2 separate regions of the Mus musculus genome follow, and region 2 is linked to region 1. Evidence: chromatin contacts called from public promoter capture Hi-C data. All regions are on one chromosome and are shown on one strand. Each heading gives the region's core, a stretch centred on a gene start, on an enhancer-like site or on the middle of the called end of the contact. The rest is flanking DNA. Distances are from core to core; before and after follow the strand shown.

Region 1 (5,469 bases), core at 1,176-3,675:
GGTGTGTCTACAAACTTCCTCTTCTGACATCTGAAGGTTCTTCCTCTTTGGGCTTCTTGCTTCTCACTGCAGGGTAGAGCTAGGCAAGAGGCATGAGCAGACCATTGTCTTCTCGGTTTCCTCTTTCCCCACAGCAATTGCATGTGTTTCTGTGGCTCTGTTTGTTTCTGTGGCCTGACATGTGTGGGTGAGTGTGAATCGGCCCCACTCATGGGGAAAGCGCTTGCAGTCCACTACCTACCTCTCTCTGACTCTTGCAGTAATGACCATCTTACATGTGCAGGCGAAGTCAGCTCTTGGGAGCTCACAGGAGAGCAAGACAGCAGAAGCCTGGAATCACAGCTTTGTACAGTATGGACCTCAGCAGACTTTTGCTGGACACAAAAGTAAGTTGCTAATTTTCCTGTCTCTGAAGCACGCTTTCAAATATATAGTCCTAGTTACTACAGCTATCATGAGCAAGGCACTAAGACCACCCAAAATGTGAGCCCTGCTTGAAGAGAACCTTGGGTTAGTGGACACACACACACTGCTTCCAGCTTTGTTCTGCTGCTCACTCTGAGAGGAGGGGAAACATTGAAACAAACTCCTTCCCAGAGCATCAGGATAGACACCTGCTTTGTCCATTTCCAAGTCCTGATTTCCAGTGTGTCCTTCCAGGCAGCTGTAACCTCAGTCAGTCTCCAGGGCACCATGTTGAATTTGCCAGAACCAAAGCCTCTGAGAGTCTCACCAAGCATTAGATGGCTGTAGGCATAGACGTGCTGGTTCTGAATATCCCACCCACTTACTGTATTAGGACACATTGAGAGCTCATTGGATACTGTGGTGGTTTGATAAGAATGACCTCCCACCCCTACACCCCCCAACCCTGCTCATTTATTCGAATGCTTCGTCACCAGGGAGTGGACAGGGTTTGAAGGAGGAGGAGGTGTGGCTTTTGGGGAAGAAGTGCATTACTCTGGGTGGGCTTAGAGGTTTAAAAAGCTCACACGCATCTCTCATCTGTCATCTTTCTTCTCTCCCTTCTTTCTCACCTCTCTCTGCCTTTCTCTCTCTACCTGAAAATCAGCATGTCACTCTCTGCTATGTCTCCAGCTCCAGACCTGCCATGTTTGCCACCATGCTGACCATGATAACAATGGACTCAGCCTCTGAGACTGCTACACCAGCCCTGGCTAAATGCTTTCTCTTATACTAGCTGCTGTGGTCATGGTGTCTCCTCGCAGCAAGAGAACAGTGAGTAGACACAGATAGCAAGCATGACCATGTCTTAGAGTCCCATAATGAATGCACAAAGCACTTTCTGAGCTCTTGTTGATCTGATATTCTGTAGAGCATAAAGAAACAGTGGACATGGAAAAATGCAGGCAGATACCCTGATGGTCAGTCAGTGAGAGCCAAGAAAATGATACAGTGAGAGAACATCTGTATTCTGTGTTAGTAGGGAGAACATCTGCATTCTGTGTCAATGGGGATTGGAGTGAGTGACATAAGACTGGATACCCAGAGGAGAGTCTAAACCCAGGGAATCTTAAGGGCAAAAGGTCTCCCCCAAATGTCACCACAGCCTGCAGATATTGCTGTAGATCAGAGGGGTGTAGGTACCTCTATGGTCAGGCAGGTCACCAGGCTCTTGGATTCCGTCTTTTCCATCTTCTCCAACATGAAAGGGAAGGGGATGGCCAGCACTGGGAAACTGAGTCATCAGAAAGGAGTGATCTGAGGTCATTCTTTCATTCTACCACACAACACCTACTCGAAATCATGCCCATGTCTAGGTATGGGGCCCAGAGACTCAAGAAGACAGAGCTGCCATGCATGATGGCTCCCATCTAGGCCTGGCACTCAAGGGATGGGAGATTTCTCTGAGTTCAAGGTTAGCTTCAGCTAAATACTGCATTCAAGCCCAGGTTGGGCTGCAGTGTGAGATACTGTCTCAAATAATCAGGGCTGTGGATGCATCTTAGTCAGCAGAGAGCTTGTCTGGCATGCGTAGAGCCCTGGGTTCAGCATGGATGGGCTGTGGTGACAAACACCTTACACTGCTGGACTCAGGAGATGGAGGTAGGAGAATCAGTTCAAGGTCCTCCTTGGCTACATAGAGGCCATCCTGGGCTAGATATGCTGCCACAGACAAACAGCACCCCAAACAGAATAAGACGGAAGAAAAGAAAGCTGTGACCTACAGCTCTGTACTCTTTTGGAGGATACAGCACTCAGATAAACTCTCATTAAGGGATAGGGTCACAGCATGACCTTGATCAGTAGTGTAAACCTGGAAACAGTTCTAGGGACGCCATGGACAAATAGTGCCCTATAATCTGCATTTTGAAGGAGATGGTTCCTCTGTGGTCACAGAGCTAGAGCAACAGAAGGGAAGCTTTTCAATCCACTCAGGAAGTGTGTGTCGCAGAGGGTGGACAACCTGACCGGAAATGGAAATGCCCCTCCAGGGCTCTGGCAGGAGCAGGGAAGCCCTCGGGTAAGGGCTAGGTGACAGATGGCACCCTCAATCCACAGCAGTGGTTGTCCCCACTTATTCTGTGTGGTAGGAACCAAAGCCTCTAAGGCCTGGAGTATTAACAGAGCCCTTCCTGCTACTGTTCATCTGGAGCCTCACGTAAGAGCACGAGACCAGGAAGCAGAGGACAGAAAGGAGAACTAGGCAAGAGAACATTCTACTGTCTAGACTGAGACAGATCCTTCTCCACTCTTGGCCCTGATGTGGGCACAGGTGACAGCGGAGCTGAAGAAATGATTCCCAGAGTAATAAGATTGTGGCTGCCTTCAGCTCTGTTCCTCTCTCAGGTCCCAGGTGAGCATGAGCAGATGTGTAGGGTGTAAGCTTTGAAAGGAGAACTCCTGCTGTAAGTCTGACAGGAGGGGAGAGGGATGGGGAGGGGGAGAGGGAGAAGGGGGGGAAGGGGAGGGGGAGAGAGTGAGGGAGAGGCCAGCACAGGCAGAAGGGTCTAGAGAGAATCAGGAGGGTAGGGCTGGGGTTGGGTGGGGCCCAGGACCATCAGCATCTGCTCCCCAGGTACTGCCAGGTTTCTGTGCACAATACAGTCATGTCTACCACACCTGAGGCAGATTCAGGACAACTGGGAGGGTCACCTGTGACAGTCAGTGCCATAATCACATAATCTCTATTTATTTTATAATCTCTCTATGACCTCAGTCCTGACTCCTGCTCTGACAAAGCCTGTCTCCTTTCTCACTCTTTCCTAGAGACCAGAGGGTTTTTAAGAACTGACCAAAGGGAGGACTTACTCCCATCCAGCTGTCAGGGTGCAGAATTGAAGTTACTCTTTTCCAGGCTGTGTCCCACTGCATGGCCCCAGCACTATCACAGGCGCTGTTGGGGAATCGCTCAGTGTGTCATGTCAATACGAGGAGAAATTCAAGACTAAGGACAAATTCTGGTGCAGAGGGTCACTGAAGGTACTCTGTAAAGATATTGTCAAGACCAGCAGCTCAGAAGAAGTTAGGAATGGCCGAGTGACCATCAGGGACCATCCAGACAACCTCACCTTCACAGTGACCTATGAGAGCCTCACCCTGGAGGATGCAGACACCTACATGTGTGCGGTGGATATATCACTTTTTGATGGCTCCTTGGGGTTCGATAAGTACTTCAAGATTGAGTTGTCTGTGGTTCCAAGTGAGGACCCAGGTAAGTCCCCATAATGAGCATTGTAGCATCAAGACAGCTGAAAGTGGCAGGAATTTCTGGAGGAGGAATTCAGCTCAGAGCCTGGGAGTACATTATGTGTGATGAGGGGCAGATAGGGACAGAGCAACAGCCAGGGAGGCATCCTGGAGTAACTGCTTCTTGTAAGGGGGAAGGTGCTGGTCTGTCAGGGGACATGGGGAAGAGAGAGCAGAGTGTGGCCAGGGGACAGAGATCTGTATCCTGTGGGAGTGAACCATGGAAACCAGAGTTCATGGGTGTTCTGGGTGCTGAGCAGAGGTCAATAGGGGACAGATGGTGACAGTGCTTTGTTCAAAGAGAGCTTTCACTGGTGACATGCCAGCTTTGCAGTTAGCTGTCTCTGGCAGCCTATGACTGAGGCTGAAGGGGAGCAGACCTGGTGTGTGGTTTTGCCTCAGGAGGGTTGGGGTGGCAGCTCTGTCGTGTGTGCAAATGATCAGCTGATTTAGGAGGATCCCCCGACCTGATCCTTCCTTTGGTGCAAAATCAGCTCAAAACCAACCCATTGGCTGCTGATCAGGGTGGTGTATGCCTGAGATCTTAGCACTCAGGAGGTGGAGGCAGGAAGATCACAAGTTCAGGACAACCAGGGCTATAAACTCCCTATCAAGACCCTGTCTCAAAAAGTAAAAGAAAGAAAAGGAAGGAATGAAGGGAAGGAGGAAGGAAGGGGGAGGGGAGGGAGAAAGGGAGAGAAAAAAGAGGGAGGGAGGGAAGGAGGGAAGGAGGGAAGGGGGGAAGGAGGGAGGAAGACAAGAAGAAAAGGAAAAGGAGGAAAAAGGGGAAGGAGTAAAGTAGGAAGGGAGGGAAGGAGGGAGGGAGGAAGGAAGAGAAGGAGGAACAACAACAACAAAAAAAAAACCAGAGTGCACTCTCCCAGGTCTCTGGCCCTGACTCCATTCTCCATACATGAATGGTACCCCAGCTCATCATCTCCCCTCTCTCAAATGTGGCTCTGACCTGGGACAGAGTGCACACTTCCCTTCTGGGTACCAGCTTCATCACACAATTTGGAGCCTAGGGGCTTTTAGCATGGTGCTTTTCAGTGCCCTGAGGAACCCACTCACCTCCTCCAAGCTCCTCTGTGTCCCCTTTCCCAGGAACCATTTACTGCTGGAAGAAACTCAGAGAATCCCTCCAAGGTTCCCCTTCTGTGAACAGATGGTCAAGCAGGATGGAAGATAGGCTTTCAGTGTCTTTGCTCCCAAATATTCTCCATGTCTGCAGTTTTTTCTCCCCAAATGGAGCCTCCTCCATTCTTAGAAGCCAATCCAGTATATCTCTTTAAGGGATGGGTTGGTGAAGGGAGCTGAAGGAAGAGGCCAAACCTCACTCTTAAGTCCAATTTCTTCTTCTTCTCCTTCTCCTTCTCCTTCTCCTTCTCCTTCTCCTTCTCCTTCTCCTTCTCCTTCTCCTTCTCCTTCTCCTTCTCCTTCTCCTTCTCCTTCTCCTTCTCCTTCTCCTTCTCCTTCTCCTTCTCCTCCTCCTCCTCCTCCTCCTCCTCCTCCTCCTCCTCCTCCTCCTCTTTTTCCTCCTCCTCCTCCTCTTCTTCCTCTTCCTCTTCTTCAACACCATCACCATCATTTGAGAGAGAATATCGTGTAGCTCAGGTTAACCATCTCTCTGTGTACTTAGGATTCACCTTGGAATGCCTGATCCTCCTGTCTCTGCCTCGCCAGCACTGAGATTGCATGTATTTATATGTTTCCCTGCAACCTCCTCTGTGGGTTCGTACTGAAGAGTGAGAACTACAA
Region 2 (5,469 bases), core at 1,145-3,644, 130 kb before region 1:
TTTAGTAGTTCTGGTATCTTGTTAATCACAGCTGATTCTTCAGCCCCAGCTAACCAGATCCACAGAATCTTCACAATCAAAACAGCAATGGCCCTGAAAAGAGTCTTTAATTTTCCCTCTGAAATTTCACAAACCAGACCTCCATCTTCTGCACTGTTCTCAACATTATCTTCCAAGCTCCTTCACAACATCTGACAGAGCTCTTAACAACGAATGGATCTTCAAGCCCAAAGTTCCAAAGTCCTTCCACAGTCCTCCCCAAAACATGGTCAGGTTGTCACAGGAATACCCCACTCTGCTGGTACCAATTTTTCTTAGTCAGGGTATCTATTCCTGCACAAACATCATGACCAAGAAGCAAGTTGGGGAGGAAAGGGTTTATTCAGCTTACACTTCCATACTGCTGTTCATCACCAAGGAAGTCAGGCCTGGAACTCAAGCAGGCCAGAAAGCAGGAGCTGATGCAGAGGCCATGGAGGGATGTTCCTTACTGGCTTGCCTCACCTGGCTTGCTCAGCCTGCTCTCTTATTGAACCAAGACTACCAGCCCAGAGATGGTCCCACCCACAAGGGGCCTTTCCCCCTTGATCACTAAGTGAGAAAATGCCTTACAGCTGGATCTTATGGAGGCATTTCCTCAACTGAAGCTCCTTTCTCTGTGATAACTCCAGCTGTGTCAAGTTGACACAAAACTAGCCAGTACAGCCCCTGTTTAAGGGGCGATCTCGCTATAACTCACAGTGGCTTGAATAAGTCTGATGGAATAAGTTCCTGATTCATAGGGTGGCCCTCCATCTTGGATGGGCCAGTTTGAGAGGACCAGGATCAGAGGAGCTGGCCATAGGCTCCTGTCAGACAGCTGTGCTCTTTTCTTTTTTTTTCTTTTTCTTTATCTTTTTCTTTTTTCTTTTTCCTACCTCTGCTCAAGAAAGGAAAAGTCGGTCCTAGACCTTCCATGAACATGGCCCCTTGGTTTTCAGGGTTCCCTCAGCCTGTTGACCACTTCTCTGAAAGGCACTCTACATGTGCGGAGGAGGAGGAAGAGGAACCCTGGGAAGAAACCTGTTTGATTAACAGTGGTGAGTGAAAACCCTTGTTGGCCTTCCTTTATGGTCTAGAAGTATGTAAAGAAGGTGGCCATCCCTGGCCACATCCTGGAAAAGCTGTGGCTTATCAGCAGCTGGTGTTTTCTTGTGGACATAGCCCTCCAACGTGCCTCCTTGCATATGGTTAGTCTAGCCAGGACTTGAGGACGCCACCAATTAAAGGTGTCACAGGGTGTCTATAGCTCCTACCCAAAGTGACCCTATTTTAAGGACTTCCTGAAAATGGGTGTGAGTGAGATGGAAGCCACAGTGTCAGGATGAGGAGTGACCATAAAGGCTGGCCTTCCTTCTTTTCTTATTTGGACAAATGGTTACTGCAGGGAGGGTGTGGGAACGGGGGTAGAAGTCATGAATAGCAAGCTGGTTTTCTGCAGAGGGCAGTGGGGAGGTAGTCCTGGGATATTCACTAAATTTCTGGGGAATACAGGTTAAGTCTATATCTATTACCTATTAGTCTGGGGCAGATCAATAAGAGGCAGTGGTGGAGCATGCCTTTAATCCCAGCACTTGGGAGGCAGAGGCAGGTGGATTTCTGAGTTCGAGGACAGCCTGGTCTACAGTGTGAGCTCCAGGACAGCCAGGGCTACACAGAGAAGCCCTGTCTTGAAAAAACAAACAAACAAACAAACAAACAAAACAACAACAAAAAAAGAGTGCCATCAAAGCAGAGCCTTCTGGGTAATGTTAATTCCTGTTCATTTATCCTGATTATATCTGAGCCCCTCTCCTGGTAAGTTTGTAATGAGTGGGAGTGCTGAGGCTCAGACTCAAGACCTTGCATATGTTAGGCAAGAGCTCTGCCACTGAGCAATACTTCCTCCCCTCCTCTTAGACAGGTGTGGCTATGTAGCCCAGGCTAGCCTTGACCTTACCACATAGCTCAGTTTCAAGTCAAACTTTTAATTCCCCTGTTTCTACCTCTTAAATTCTTGGATTACAGCTGTGCTTGGCACCCATGATGAGGCTGGCTTTTGACACCCCTTCAGCTCCCTCGGCTCCCTCCATTCCAGTCTCTGTTCTAGAGACTCTCTTCTGGCACCCTTCAACCTATTGAAGCGCTGGCCTTCTGGGCTCCAGCAACTCTTGCTCTAGCTGATGGAATCCAGAAGCACCGAGCCTGCACATTCAAAGCAGGAGCCCCTGTTCTCTTTCCAGAAGTCAGTCTGGAGCTGAGGACATGATGTTTCTCAAAGTCCTTTTCACAAGTCTGACTTCTTGCGTTACACTTCTCTCACCCTACCTCCTTCCTCTTTTGGTGCTTTATATGCCAGCGGGAAGTGGCTAAAGGAGGAAGTGCCGAGTGAGAGTGAGGGAAACCACAGGACCAGGAGACGCAGGAGTGGAGCATGTAGCCTGTTCTCGCTGGCAGGCTCCACCAAGGTGACCCGGTGTGAGAAGATGCATTTGTCATTGCTGGTCCCCTTTCTCTTCTGGATCACAGGTGAGCGAGCTCAGGCAACCAGAGGAAGTGGCCACCCAGCAAGGGGTCATCTGTCCACCACCCCATTGTTGTGGCGCTTTTGTGGCAGAAATATTGAGTTCTTAAGCCCCGACCTAGGCACAATTCTAGACTACTGAGGGACTGGTCGTATTTAAGACAGACACACTGATGGGCCCCGCTGGTCTTTGAAAGACAGGAGAGCCCTGGTTGCTCAGGAGAATGTCTGATGAGGCTGGATTGTCAATGTGTGATTGTGTTACAGCAAGGGAGGGAAGGCTTTGGGGGGAAGAAATGATTGTGGGAACAGGTTGCTGAAGGGATAAAAAAAAAGTCTGCTATTCACAACTGATGAAAAGGTGATTTGTGGCAACTGGGAGAGAAGGTGCTGTCAGAAATGGCTGAGGACTGAAAGGTGAAGAGGGGGCAGGAGACAAGGCCACAGATAGAGGGCTGACAGCACTTTCTTGTGTTTTGAGATGGGGGAGGTGCTCCATATGTAGCCAAGGCTGGCCCTCTAACTAGTGATCCTTCTACCTCTGCGTCTACCTCCAAAAATATTCACAGCCAGGCAGTGGTGGCGCATGCCTTTAATCCCAGCACTCGGGAGGCAGAGGCAGGCAGATTTCTGAGTTCGAGGCCAGCCTGGTCTACAAAGTGAGTTCCAGGACAGCCAGGGCTATACAGAGAAACCCTGTCTCAAAAAACCAAAAAAAAAAAAAAAAATCACAACACGATTCATAACAGTAGCAAAATTACAATTACAAAGTAGCAACAAAAATAATTTTATGGCTGGGGGTCACCACAACATGAGGAACTGTGTTAAAGGGTCAAAGCACTAGGAAGGCTGAGAATCACTGCTCTAGTTAGTGCATGTTGAGTTAGACCACCGAAGGGGTTTTTCTGGTGCTGGGACTATAGGCCTGTGCCATGACACTTGAATTAATGTAGCTGTAAGCGAATGGATACAGTTTTGATTTCAAAGAAAGAGAATTTACTCTTGAACACAATGATGCACACCTTTAATCTCTCTTCATTTGGAAGACAGAGGTAGGTGACTCTCTGTGCATTTAGGGACAACCTAGTCTACATAGCAAGTTCCAGGCTAGTCAGGGTGCAGGGTGGGACTGTCTTCAAATAAATTGCACCAAATCATGAGTCCTTTGTGTCATTTTTCTCCTGTGAGCATTGCATGCACCTAGACAATCGTCTTCTCTCATCTTCTCCCCATTTCTACGGGTCCCCTTCTTCTCCCTAAATACCCTCTTCTACTTCCATGTTTGTTTGTTTGTTTTTTCAAATCTGGAGTTTGCGTAGGAGAGAAAACATGCAATATCTGTCTTTCTGAATCTGGTGTATTCTCTTTAACAAGATGGCCTCCAGTTCAGTGTTTTTTTCCTGCAGGCATCATTGTGTATTTATACGACACCTCCTTTATCCATTCGTCTGTCCATGGACTTTGATTCATGGCTCGGTTATTGCGGCTACTGCTGCAGTATAGATGAGTACTCAGATACTCTCTAGGGCAGTGGTTCCAACGACCCCTGCGGCAAACCTCTATTTCCAAGAATGTTTATGCTGAAATTCATCAAGCTAGCAAAATTACGAGGTAGCAATGAAAATGATTTTATTGTTTGGGGAGAGTCACCATAACATGAGGAACTGTTTTAAAGGGTCGTGATGTTAGGAAGGTTGAAAACTGCTGCTCTAGGGCCTGCTGACTTAGACCGCTGAAGAGGGGTTTCTTGCTTTGTATTCTGGTGGTTTCCACTGTGCTCTTGGGCTTCTCCTCTAGGCTTGAAATATTTTTTAGCAGATGGCTTTCAGTTTCATACCCCTAGAGCAGACGTTTCTCAGGACTCTTATAGCTAAGTGTGTATTCAGCTTTTGTATTTAGACATTGACATTTCAAAGGTGGGGGCTGAAGAGATGGCTCAGCAGTTAAGGAGGCATGCTTTTTTCTTCCCACAGAGGGCCCAGGTTCAACCCCCAGTACCCAGTGTCTCACAACCACCTGTCACCCCAGCTCTGATGTCCTTTTTGGGCTTCATGGGAACCTGTAGTTAGGTTCACATGCCCATAAGCACATACTCATACACATATACACACAAAAAAGAAAAGAAATTTGGGAATAGTAAGACCCCCAACTGAGAGAGAGGGAGGGAGAGAGAGAGAGAGAGAGAGAGAGAGAGAGAGAAGAAGAAGAAGAAGAAGAAGAAGAAGAAGAAGAAGAAGAAGAAGAAGAAGAAGACGAAGAAGACGAAGAAGACGAAGACGAAGACGAAGAAGAAGAAGAAGAAGAAGAAGAAGAAGAAGAAGAAGAAGAAGAAGAAAGGAAGAAGAGAGAGAGGAAGGAAGGAAAGGAGAAAGGAAGGAAGAAAGAAAAAAAAGAGAGAGACTTCACACATGGCCTTATCAAATCTTCCCAGTTCACTCTCGTCCCCATTCCTCTTCATCTTAGTGCTCTGCAACTCCATATTTTCTTACTGCTCAGCCAAAGCTGGGGGGCAACCATCTCCAATGACCTCCTCAGCTTAGAATTAGAACCCTAAGTCCTCACAGAGGGCATACAAGGTACTGGGCACCTGATTCCTTTCTGTGTAGTCTTCCCGGTCCTCTCTTCTCTTGCTTCCTTGCCTGGTTCATCTCCCTCCCCTACCTGGCTTTGAACTCACTGGGTTTGCTTGGCCCCTTCACCCTGAGTGTTCTTGCCTGTGTGGCCCCAGGCTCCTCACACCCCCCAGGTCTTCATTTCATTGATGACCTTAATTCAAACTGTTCCTGCCAGGATCTGGCCAGCTCCACTCAGGAGGCATAGACAAAAGGAGTGGGGGTTCCTGATCATTCCCACCTACAGAGTCCAAGGCATGAGTTCTGTGAGACCCTGCCTCAAAAAGGAAACAAACAGGAAAAACCAAACAAAAG

What was found. Capture Hi-C pulls out chosen DNA fragments and counts their contacts.
Region 2: a contact with region 1 is called in a promoter capture Hi-C map of adipose tissue. The contact joins the promoter of Cd300lf here to the promoter of Cd300c2 in region 1. A contact is called at or near these places in 1 of 39 promoter capture datasets (macrophages), 1 of 484 Hi-C or Micro-C datasets (nephron progenitors), 1 of 115 datasets of contacts at active chromatin or transcription factors (microglia) and 2 of 9 other capture datasets (adipose tissue and liver).

What each region holds. Positions count from the first base shown.
Region 1 is chr11:114,998,836-115,004,304 of GRCm38.p6, reverse strand. Cd300c2 (CD300C molecule 2) reads left to right here and starts at 2,425. Exons shown (of 4, transcript NM_134158.1): 1 at 2,425-2,818; 2 at 3,320-3,676. The coding sequence starts at 2,758. It also overlaps a transcript of Cd300ld4 not described here.
Region 2 is chr11:115,130,917-115,136,385 of GRCm38.p6, reverse strand. It overlaps Cd300lf (CD300 molecule like family member F), which reads left to right and starts at 2,394. Exons shown (of 7, transcript NM_001169153.1): 1 at 2,394-2,547. The coding sequence starts at 2,505. It also overlaps a transcript of Rab37 not described here.